2 separate regions of the Mus musculus genome follow, and region 1 is linked to region 2. The links are chromatin contacts, called in public HiChIP or PLAC-seq maps. All regions are on one chromosome and are shown on one strand. Each heading gives the region's core, a stretch centred on a gene start, on an enhancer-like site or on the middle of the called end of the contact. The rest is flanking DNA. Distances are from core to core; before and after follow the strand shown.

Region 1 (6,479 bases), core at 2,347-4,846, 230 kb before region 2:
TGGCCTTCATAGGCCATGCCTTCTTGCAGGTGCATACTAATAATAGATTCAACTGAATTTTTATTTTTAATCACAAAGTAAACATTGTATTGGCAATAGGAACTAGAAGTTAGTTGAGTCACTATTCCAAAACCACATAGCTAGACCTCGGCAGTCTCTTCTCAACTTCATCCTGTGTGACTCCCCAGCCATTGACTTGTGTGCATTTTGAACTTCCAGGCCTTGTTCATCTTTTAAAGGTCCAACTGATACCAGAAACACCCCAGCCTGGTCTCTTAATTCATAGCAACCCTCTTGGCTCAGCCTCCCCAGCCCTGGGGTTACAGGTGGAAGGCCCCGTCCCTGGTTTTGTTTGTTTTTGAGACATGTCTATGTAGCCCAAGCTGGCCTTCAATGTACAGTCCTCTGTGCCTCGGCCTCCCAAATGCGGGGTTATAGGGGAGCCATCAGGCCCAGCTTTCAGAAATCTGAAAGTTGTTCCCAGGGATCCCACAGTCATGATGGAGACAAGTCCCCTAAGATACTGGCGCGAGTGATCATAGTGGCTGAGTTCACTTCCACATCATGCCCTGGAGGTGGGAGGAATTCATGATGAACAGAGGGAGGAGTTACAGCCAAGAGGGCACAGGCTGAAGGCTCTCCCACAAGCTGTGGGCACCCACACTGGAGAAGGAAGGGCCTGGCCCTGCCCTGCCCTGCCCTACCTGCAGTATGGTCCTAGAAGCAGGAAGTCCACATTTAAGTCAAAGGGCACAGCGAGAGAAGCCTTTGCAGACCCCCAAGACAGCCAGCAGCTCTGAGAACTAAGGGTGACTCGCATGTGCCCAGCGGGCTTTGGAAGGTGAGAACTGAACCTTGGCAGTAAGATGGCCTAGGTGTGGCCCTAATTCTGCCACACTCACCTATGACTTTGGCCTAAAACCTGTGCCCACTTTCCTCCTCTGTAAAGGATGGCAAATAGCAGCCTGATTCCCTGGATATGGTGGAAATGAGTGCTCGCTCACCAGTGTTCACTCTGGTGCTCGGGAAACGTCAGCCCATTCGAGGCCTTACTCTTCTTACAGATTCTTTTGGATGAAACCATACAATTCCCCCAGGTCTCCCAGACCTCTCATTCTAGGGACCCAAGAGACCACAGAGGTATTAATTAGCAAAACCTCCAGACAGGCCCAGACGGAGAAGGAGCCTCGTTAACATTAATTGGTACCATCAGATCTTTGCCCGGTCAGGATAAAGCATTGCATGCTGGGTCAGACTCTCTGCCCTGGGGGTTCATAATCTACCCAAGACTGCTCACCCAGAGTGACTGAGGTGAAGTGGACAGACAGGAGCCCCCTTCCCTTTCTCACCTCTCATAGGGCCAGCATGTGAGGAGGACAGGGGGGATGGGGTACCATTGTGTATGAAAGGGTCAGGATTGTATTCTTGCTCTCAAGTGCAACCATGCTATGGACACTCTGCTAAGTCCCAATACTGGGGACAGTGCTTGAGAGGAGATGCCAACTTTATAGTGGCTCTCAGAATAATTTAATGATTAGAATACCCAGTCATGGGCAATGACCTCTGTATTTGAGATCCAGAAACCTTTGGTGTTGGGTATTGAACTCAGGGCCCTACACATGCTAAGCACATGTCCTACTGCCCATTTCTACTCTTGACCACCAGCAATGTGTTTTATAGGTTTTGTTTTCTTTTGTTGTTATTTTGTTCAGGTTTGGTTTGGTTTAGTTTAGTTTGGTTCAGTTTTTGACACTGGGTCTCACCCTGTAGCCCAGGCTGTCCTTGAACTCTTAAGGGCATCCCCTCCTGCCACAGCCTCTGAAGTGCTGGGATTTCAGGCGTGAGCCACCATATCCTGCTTTGTTTTGAAACAGCATCTTCATAAGCAGACGGACTTCAGATCCTCCTGCCTCAGTCTTCTGAGTTGCCAGAGTCTGCAGAACTGTACTTTAAATGACCTAGGATTGGTCAGTGGGTAACTGTGCTTGCTGGACAAGCATGAGTTTGGATCTTCACCATCCACATAATAACAAAACAAGACCTGGGTATGCACACCTTTAATCCTAGCACTCAGGGGGCAGAGGTCAAGGCCAGCCTAATCTACATACTAAGATCCTGCCCAGCAAAAAACAAAAGACAAAAAGCAAAAACAAAAGACAAACAGAAAGAACCTTAAAACTAGGCACAGCAGCTTACATCTGTATCTCCAACTCCTTCAAGGGACAGACAGGCAGAAGTCCTGATGTTTGCTAGCTAGCCAGACTATCTAAAACAGCAAGCTCTAGGTTCACGAGAGACCCTGTCTCAAACATTCGGTGGAGGGATCATCGAGGTGACTCAGCAGACAAAGGTGCCTGCCACTAAGCCTGATGACCTGCGTATAATCCCTGGAACCTACCAGCTGGAAGAAGAGAATCGTCTTCTGCAAGTTGTCCCCTGACCTGCACATACATGCGTGCATGCGTGTGCTCCTACACACACAAACAACACGTCAACATAAAAGGTAGAGAGTAATAGAGGAAGACTCCTGGTGCTGACATCTGGACTCGGAACGAGTGTGCCCACTGGCACATACACACTCACTCACACCTGCCCCAATGCAATAAGAATAAATCAGTTACATGGGAATGACGTCTGTCCACAGTCAGTGCACAGCCATGTACGAACTCAAAGAATGTCGGTGTGTGGAAAGGGGAGGGGGAGAGTGAGTGGCAGCCAGGTGTGACAACCCATACCTGTCCTGTCATCTTAGCTCTTAGAAGGTGGAGGGGCTCAAGGCTAGCCTCAGTGACTATCATTCAAAGCCAGCTTTAGTTAGGCAATACCTTGTTTCTGGTTTTTGGGTTTAAAAGCAAGTAAACAAGAAAGAAAGCCCCGTAAGTGGGTGAGGCTTAGCCTAGGGTAGTGGATCAACCCTATAATCTCATTGTTCTAAAGACTGAAGCAGGAGGATCACCATGACTGGAAGATACACAGTGAGTTCCAGGCCAGCCTGGGGTACAGTGTAAGACTGTCTCAACAAAACAAAGCAATAAGAATCTGTGAATGGTTATGCAGGATTTAGACACAAAGCCTGCCTTCTTGCTACACCTTGTGGTGCATACATACCCTGGAGGCTGAGGCAGGAGGATTATACATTAAGACCAGCCTGGGCAATTTAGTAAGGAAGTTATCTCAAAACAAAAATTAAAGTCTTAGAATGGCTCAGTGTTAGAACCCTTGCCTAACATTTGGAAAGTCCCAGGTTCAAACCCAGTAAGGGAAGTGGGAAGATTTGCTCTCCTTCAGAAAGTTGCTTCCAAGGAGAACATGGACTCTTCATCTCTGGTGCATTTCCTTTAGTGACTGGCACTAAACATTCACTATTGGCATTGCAGATTGTTGTCTAAATTCTAGAAGTCTCAGCCCACACAGAAGAAACTCCGGAACATGACTTCTAACCTCACTTCTATAGGAGCTCAGAGATCCCCAAAACTTCTATTTACAGGAAAATGCCAGTCCACCCAAAGGCTTGTGTCTGATTTCCAGAGTTCTCCGCCAGAGCACTCTTTGATCTGTGAGTCACTGTTACTGGCACAAGCTGGGAAAAGGTAAAGGAGGCATAGGGGAGGGTTTGTGCCCTAGGGAAGGCTGCCTGGGCTCTGCCCCCGGGGCCAGGAAGCCAAGGTTGGCCCAACCCAAGGTCTTGAGTTTGAAAGCTGTGTTGGTTAGCTTCATGGATGGAGAGGAGTCAGATCTGGGCTCAAGGTCTCATGCCCCCCACCCCCCCACACACACACGTTTCATAGCGCGACCCTGGGCACACGCCTTCAGTTCTTCGAGCTTCTACATCCTTACCTATTAGACGAGCAATTCTACCTGCACCTGGGGATTTACAAGAATTGAGAGAGAAAATGAAGGCTGGCAAGATGGCTCAGCGGGTAAAGGCATTGTCACCAAGCCTGGCAACCTGAGTTTGATCTCTAGGACACACAGTAGGAGAGGGCTGACTCCCAGTGCTTTCCTCTGACCTCTGTGCTCTTACTGTGCACACACACACACACACACACACACACACACACACCAAATGTAATAAGCAAATTTAAAAAGCAAAATAATAAAGTGAATCTATCTTCCAGGCTCACTGTTTAGCAGAGTGTAAATCCTAGCATGATTTGTCGCTGTCTTATTTTAATACATGGAATATTTAGAGGGGGTGATTTGGAATTCCAAGTAGGACACACACACTCACACACAAACAAACACACCACACACTTTTATACACACACAGCGGGAGTTTGGCACTGTGGCACACAACTGTAATCCTAGCACTTGGGAGATAGAGATGTCATAAGTTCAAAGTCATTATTAGCTACATGATAAATTCAAACAAGCCTGATACAAGAATGAGGAACAGGGGAAGGGGAGTTGGGGTGGGGCTACAATCCCAGCTTCCAAGAAACAGAAGTGGGAGATACAAGGTAAGGCCAGCCTAGTCTATAAAGTCAGACCCTGTATCTAAAGAAAAGCACACAGTCTACATCAACGCGGGGACATATGTGTTTGAATTAATATTAAAGTCAAGCATGGTGGTTCATAACTGTAATCCTAGTGTTTGGTAGGAAAGGTGGAAGTAGGAGGGTCTTTCTAAGTCTGGGGGCTACGGAATGAGTTCCACGTCAGCCTGGCTTAGAGTGAGATCCTGTCCAAAAAAAAAAAAAAAAAAAAAGAGGAGGAAGGGAAGGAAGAAAGGAAGGATGGGGGAAGGAACAAGTTGAAAAGAGAAAGAATATTGAGAAAAGCAGAGCAGAAAATATAGAGCTGGCAGTGTTAATTTCCTTAAAGCTACAAAGTTCAGAAGATAATTTGAAGTAAATATTTGTCAGGTATTATTTTCTCTCAAATGACCTAAAATCATTATACACATTTAAAAAAAAAAAAACTTTATTACTGTTAGTGTTGGGATGGGGCTGTTGCATGCAAGTCATGGCCGAGTGTGGGGGATCAGAAGGCGACTTTCAGGAGGAGTCAGTGTCACCTTACACCGCTCAGGCTGTCTGGCTTGTGCAGCCCATTTGCCTTGCTGAACCTCCTTGACTGCCAGTATTTTTTTTAGGGGTCTGAATAGGCAGAACACAGAGGGTTTGGGAAGCAAAACCATGTGGTAGTGTAATGATGCCTTCCGCAAACCCCACAAAATGTATGCTGAGAGCGGCTGTAATGGAAGCCGTGGACTTCCAGTGATAAGGGCATGTCAACACAGGCTCATTCACTAGCGCTCAGCCAGGGAGGTTTGCGCAATCGCAATGGGGAGGGCGGTTGGGGCAGGGGGCCACTCTACCCATGTGGATGCAGAAGGACTCTTAAAAAAACATAAAGTCAATTTGTAAAATGTTCTGGGTTTTGGTGGCATTAAGGAGGTGGAGGAACCTTATCAGGAGTAAAGGAAGAGAGAGAGAGAGAGGAAAGAAGGAAGAACAGAGGGGGAAAGGATGGGGTGTGGGGGGAAAGGAGGGAGGGAGGGAAGGAGGGAGGGAGGGAGGGAGGGAGGGAGTACCTGAGAAACTGAGGTAGGAGGACTCTGCTGCAAACTGAGAGCCAGCCTGGGATGCTTGAAACATTGTCTCTCAGAAAAAGAAGGAAGAAGAGGAAGAGAAAAAGATAAAGATAGCCAGAAGTGGTTTTGCAGTGACTGATTTGGGAAAGGGTGCTCCTTCCTATCAAAGGAGGAAGTGGGCCCTCATCTGTCCTCTCTGTGTCAAAACCTTAAAGTTGAGCCCCAGTGATAGCATCAATCAGATGGCAGCTGGAGATTCCAAGACCCAAGGACCCATGGTTGCTGCAAGAGGAAGAAGACACATAGATGGCACCTCTCCAGGCCTGGCCGGCTCATGCTGCGACCTCTGGTAAAAAGACAGGTCCTCTCTCCCAAGATAGGACCTGTTCATGGATTTTGCAGGAGCAGTAAAACTGGCCTAAAACTCCACATGCTTTTTTTTTTAAATAAATTAAATAAATAAACAAATAAATATCCTCAGGGCTTCATTGTGAAGTGTACTGGCACACTGAAAATGTCACAGCATGCAGGGTGCCCACACCCTTTGCCAGATCGATCCTCCGGCATCGGGAGGACTTGTTGAAGGTCCCTGCTGGCGCTCTGAACATGTGTGGAGCAGAGGACGTGACCTTTCTATTAGGACTCTGATAAGTGCCCTGGTAATGGGGATGGTTGGGGTACAAAGGACAGGATAGGATGGTCTCAGAGGACACCTGTGTCACCAGTGGTTCACAGAATATTCTGTTTCTTAGACACTGGAGACACTGTTATCCTAAACACCTTTCTCCTCAATAAAAGAACATTCAAAAAATAAATAAATAAGGTAGCCTGAGATCTTCTGTTATGATGAGGTGCCCAACTTGCCCTTGGAGGAGTCCATTCTCTGAGAACTCTGTGACCCATCAATATTCTGAGGGCAGACATGGGGGCTTCTCTCACCCAT
Region 2 (5,899 bases), core at 3,274-5,773:
TAGAATATACTTACTTATAGAAGTTACATAATTTTCTGGAATAATTGTTATTGTGGTAAATTTAGTTGAACTATTAGATACCTGTCATGTATAAAACAGTGTCCAATCCACAGAGATATGCTTATATTTTTAGTCTATGCTCAAAGTTGTTAGTCATCTGACAGTGTCTGCTTTTTGAAGATAAGAGTGGGTGTTTGTTTGTTTGTTTACCTTTGTGTTCCTAATGCCTGAAATACTGCTCAACATATTGGAGGGGCTTAATAAACCTTTGTTGAATGAAGTTAAGACTCTATAAGTAACCATAAAAAGAGAAACAGAATGTAGACCAAGGGGGGAAATGCTAAGTTGTGTGAGGCTTTCAAGGAGGAGAAAGCACATCCAACTGTGATGGTCAGGGTCATCAAAGACTGGTTGTGTTGAGTTTAGCCGTTTATAGTGGGTGACGGTGGTTGTCACGGTGAGAAAGGCAGACAGGTGGAGAAGATAGAATAAACCCGTTTGAAAGCCAAGACAGTACCAGAACTTTCAGAAAAGCAAGACTTTTGTTTAGCTAGTGCCAGTTAAGGAGGTGAGTGGTGGGATGTGGCTTAACGAAAGGTCGTGTGTGTATTCACAGTCGGTGAGCAAGTGGACACCAGTAAGTGAGTAAGCAGGAAGGATCCTTTGACTGGGAGAGGGGTGTGGCTGTTACGGCAGTATAGGACGACACAGAAATTTGTAAAACAAAAGTGATGAGTTGGGAGTTGTCTCAGATTTCCGGCAAGTTGGAGTGGAAATGGAAGGAAGTGTGGGATTGGGGGTGCACTGGGAGGGATGGATGGATGGATGGATGGATGGATGGAGGGATGGATGGATGGATGGAGGGATGGATGCATGAGATGGATGGATGGATGGATGGATGGAGGGATGAGATGGATGGATGGATGGATGGATGGATGGAGGGATGGAGGGATGGATGCATGAGATGGATGGATGCATGAGATGGAGGGATGGATGGATGGATGGATGGATGGAGGGATGCATGAGATGGATGGATGGGTGCATGGATGGATGGATGGATGGAGGGATGCATGAGATGGATGCATGAGATGGATGGATGGATGGATGGAGGGATGGATGGATGGATGGATGCATGAGATGGATGCATAAGATGGATGCATGAGATGGATGGATGGATGGATGGATGGAGGGATGGATGGATGGATGGATGCATGAGATGGATGGATGGATGGATGGATGGATGGATGCATGAGATGGATGGATGGATGGATGCATGAGATGGATGGGTGGATGGATGGAGGGATGCATGAGATGGATGGATGGATGGATGGATGGATGCATGAGATGGATGGATGGATGGATGGATGGAGGGATGCATGAGATGGATGGATGGATGGATGGATGGATGCATGAGATGGATGGATGGATGGATGGATGGATGCATGAGATGGATGGATGGATGGATGGATGGATGCATGAGATGGATGGATGGATGGATGGAGGGATGCATGAGATGGATGGATGGATGGATGGATGGATGCATGAGATGGATGGATGGATGGATGGAGGGATGCATGGAGGGATGGATGCATGAGATGGATGGATGGATGGAGGGATGCATGAGATGGATGGATGGATGGATGGATGGATGCATGAGATGGATGGATGGATGGATGGAGGGATGCATGGAGGGATGGATGCATGAGATGGATGGATGGATGGAGGGATGCATGAGATGGATGGATGGATGGATGGATGGATGGAGGGATGCATGAGATGGATGGATGGATGGGTGCATGGAAGCATGTTAGGTAGTAATGTCTCAACTGGGAGAGTAGAATCAACAGATTTGTACTTCTGTAATCCCAGCTCTTCAGCTGATACCCACATTTACTGTTCTTGTGAACATAGTTTAGTGAAGGCAAAACTGTTCCTGCCTTCCTGTTTTCTTAATGAAATGAGCCACCTTCATTCATAACTTCCAGGAGTAAGAACTAAAGGATACCTCGCTGACAAGGAACACCATCTCTCTTGGCTTTCAGTTTTAGCCTCATCTCTCCTGTGCTGTGTTCTCATCCTTTTCTAGGAGGAAAACAATGTGGTCCATAACCAGAAAGTAGAGATTCTGAGAAAGATGTTACAGAAGGAACAGGAACGGCTGCAGGTAAGGAGGTAGCCTGGGCTCTTCGTAGGCCAGAGGACCTGGGAGGTACTTGCCCATAGTCAGTGGATAGTCTGTCCCGTGCCAGCGGCTGTTGTGCTAGCAGTGGGTCTTTTCTCCACCTGACATGGATAATTAGTTTCTAAGGTGGTGTTATAACTTTCAGTTGCTGCAGGAAGATTACAACCGAACGGCTACCCAAAGATTGCTCAAGGAGATCCAGGAGGCCAAGAAGCACATCCCGCAGCTGCAGGAGCAGCTGTCCAAAGCCACGGGCTCTGCTCAGGTAGTGGCATTATTGAAAGTTCTGCCCAGTGTTTGCAGAACTTCTGGGATTGGGTCAGAGTATGTGGTAGTTTCCCTTTGAAAGTGATGTTTTTAGCAAAGGATAACAGGATGTTCTGTGTAGGATGTTACAGATGTAATGATTAACAGAAGTAAGTGTAGGCTTCCGATTGTTTGCTTGTGTTGGTTCCATTGAAATTTAGGAGAGTTGAGTACTTTTGATTTGCTGTGACAAACCAGAAATGTAGTTAAAAGTAGCTATACTTTTGTGGTTCACACTGTCACAGTGACAACTGATAATGTTTTTTAAAGAGGGATGTGAAGTTTTTGCAAACTAAAGGGCATTGTGGCAAATACATGGGCAGGCATTCTATAGTATCCTGAAGCTACTGTTGATCTCCTCTGTTTTACAAATGTACTTAAGACTGACTGCACAAAAGTGTAAGACTTGAGGTCAAGACCAGGCATAGCATAGCACTGAGGCCAGGGGAGGCAGAGGCAAGAGGATTGCACCTTAGAGGCCAGCCTGGGCTACAAGGTAAGAGACTGACTCTAGGAAAAGAAAATGAGAGAGATAAAGAAATTCTGAAATCCAAACTCATTAAGATCTCGAAGCTTCAATATTTATTTTTCTTTTATAGGCAGGATGTCACTTTTATAACGCTTCCTGGCTTACCCTTCCAAATGCCAGGATTACAGTTGTGCCCTGTCATAAGTGTACATTGTCATAGTCTTTGTTTTTCTTCACGGATGCAGAGTCTAACTGTATCTTCCTGACTAGCCTCACACTTGGCTATGTAGCCCAGGCTGGCCTTGAACTTAGCTCAATCCTCCTGCCTTAGGCCCCTGAGAGATGGAATCGTAGGCATATGCCATGTCTGTCTAGTTTCATATTTCTGGCCTTAGTGACCCTAATTTTTATTGTAACTTTAGGCCAGGTTTTAGTAGAACTTGCTCTAAAGGCAAAGTTATGGAGGTGATATACTAGAGGTTAGAAACCTCAGCCTTAATGTCAGCCGCACATCCTGTAATGTTCCTGTTGAGATCCACACAGCTTCCTGTATTTCATTTCAAAGGAATGTGGGTGACTGGCCCATGCTTACTTACCTTTTGCCTGTGCGTGTAAGATGGGTAAAAGCTGATGAGTTGTTACCGTTTTTGAATTAGTAAAAGTCATCTTTACAGAACTGAAAAGAGTATTTGGAGACCATTTATCTTCCTTTGCTAATTTTAAAGTGAAATACTATTTTGTGGTTGGGAAAGAAGACATCGCTGAGGTTCTGTGATACAAGAGGTCTCCTGGTTTGGTGTACTTCATCACACAGTCTTTTGCATTTTGATTACTATGCTCCAGTAATGGTATCTGTGTTTCTGTGTGCATGCATGCATGTGCCCTTGTATGCACACACACACATATTTGGTAGCTTTGTGACTGAGGCTTGTGAATATTAGTCTGGCTATACCACTGAGCTATATTAGAAGCCTTTTATATTTTTATATTGAATAAAACAAGGAATTTACCCAATATGAACAGTGAAAATGTAGCTTTAGTAATTTACCTTTATAGCTTGTGACCAATATTGAACACTTTAATGAAACTCAGAAGCAGTGAGAAGGCATTTAAATAGAAGTAGTATAATAGTCTTTACTAATGGCAGACAATCTAAATGATGTAAGTTAATGCTCTTGGATATATATATGTATATATGTATTTGTGTATATATATGTGTGTGTGTGTGTGTGTGGGGGGTGATAGTTGCTTTTGTAACATTTCTTCTGTGCTAAAGCATTGCTTTCTCTATCTTTACAGTTGTTCATTTTAGGTATCTAGACCTCATAGTTGTTTATGCTTTTTACTTTAAGTACTTTGACCGTAAGTATTTTTAGTCATATTGGTAGCCAGCCCTTAACTGTATCCATGTAGAATGTATGGGCACTGTTCCCTTAACAGTCAGTAATCACCATTCTCTCCTATGATCGAGTCTGTATGATTCTTCAATCTGTTTTAGGACGGAGCTGTAATTGCACCCTCCAGGCCATTAGGTGATGCCCTAACACTCAGTGAGGCAGAAGCAGATCCTGGAGATGGCCTGTGCAGGACTGACTGGAGCAGTGGAGATGCTTCTCGGCCCAGTAGTGACAGTGCTGATGTAAGCTTTAATCTTTTCAATCGTATCTTCTTGTATTCTCCTCATGTCCCTTTCTTAAGCTATGTGTGTTTCCAATGTTGTCTTTTATAGTAAAAGTTTTTATATAGTAATTGGTGAACAGAAGTTCTGCACACTCTTCTGTGTGAGCTTGTAATTCCAGAGTTCACTTTTCCCCTAGGCATTCACTGCGAAGTGCTTCTTGTAGTGATGGAATTTCCCAGCAGGCTTCTTGTTTGTAGATAGAGAGGCAAATACTTGTGCTTTTTAGCTCAAATGAGAGGCCAACTGTTGGTGTCTTTAAAAGCATGTTAATATTCCAATTGTGGCCAGAATGACTCAGTCTTGAATCATGAGGCACTTTGCCATTACAAAGAGAAGCAGCCTTTATCCTGTTAGACTTAGTTACTAGCCTGGTTTTACTGACAGTTCTGTCCTGATTCACACAGAGACTACCAGATGGATGTATTTGTTCATAAAAACATGTTAGGTTCATCCAGGCAGTGGTGGCACACGCCTTTAATCCCAGCACTTGGGAGGCAGATGCAAGTGGATTTCTGAGTTCAAGGCCAGCCTGGTTTACAGAATGAGTTTCAGGACAGCCAGAGCTACACAGAGAAACCCTGTCTCAAAAAAACCAAACCAAACTAAACTGAACCAAACCAAAAACATGTTAGGTTGAAAATGATGTAGAACTATAGTTTCATGAATACTAAAAGCTAAACCAAGCTAAGTATTGTAGCACATAAACTTTAATCTTAGTACTTGGAAGGCAAAGGCAGCAGGATCTCTGTGAGTCAGAGGGTACCCCGGTCTAAATAGAGAATTCCAGGCTAGCCAGTGCTACATAGTGACTCAGGCTATCAGCATTGCTTATGTAACATTATTTTATGCATAGTCCTGGTGATAGAAAAGAAATAGGTTGTCTCTTTTAAGGACAATGAGGTCATAGTTTTGTATCTGTGGGCTCTGGAATCAAGTTAGTAAGTTGTGACTAGTGATGGTTTTAAGACAAGCACAGGACATTAGGTTTGTTGTGTATGGAAGAGATGCTGTTACATCTTGTGACTTGTGGGCACAAGTACTGGTGAGTTGTTTAAGAGGAGGGGAAACTGAGGCCTGTGCTCTAAGGCATTATCTAGGATACCTTTTTTTTTTAAAGATTTATTTATTTAATTTATATGAGTCTTCAGACACACCAGAAGAGTGCATCAGACCCCATTACAGATGGTTGTGAGCCATCATGTGGTTGCTGGGAATTGAATACAGGACCTCTAGAAGAGCAAGCAGCCAGTGTTCTTAATCA

What was found. HiChIP or PLAC-seq counts read pairs in DNA pulled down with a chosen protein or histone mark.
Region 1: a contact with region 2 is called in an HNF4G HiChIP or PLAC-seq map of pancreatic cancer cells. The contact joins two enhancer-like sites. A contact is called at or near these places in 3 of 115 datasets of contacts at active chromatin or transcription factors (fibro-adipogenic progenitors, pancreatic cancer cells and trophoblast stem cells) and 3 of 9 other capture datasets (adipose tissue, liver and pancreatic islet).

Annotation. Positions count from the first base shown.
Region 1 is chr9:43,245,643-43,252,121 of GRCm38.p6, reverse strand. No RefSeq gene overlaps it. Among named protein-coding and RNA genes, the nearest start is that of Oaf, 9.1 kb to the right of the region's middle. RefSeq lists an enhancer at 1-13. Within about 2 kb of position 3,596, at least 15 of the 459 cell types and tissues checked have an H3K27ac peak or open chromatin away from gene starts, as enhancers often do. A contact at or near this core is called in pancreatic cancer cells, where this site is marked.
Region 2 is chr9:43,014,600-43,020,498 of GRCm38.p6, reverse strand. Arhgef12 (Rho guanine nucleotide exchange factor (GEF) 12) reads left to right here. Exons shown (of 41, transcript NM_001359232.1): 9 at 2,087-2,164; 10 at 2,328-2,447; 11 at 4,456-4,596. Among named protein-coding and RNA genes, the nearest start is that of Gm36648, 70 kb to the right of the region's middle. Within about 2 kb of position 4,523, at least 65 of the 459 cell types and tissues checked have an H3K27ac peak or open chromatin away from gene starts, as enhancers often do. A contact at or near this core is called in pancreatic cancer cells, where this site is marked.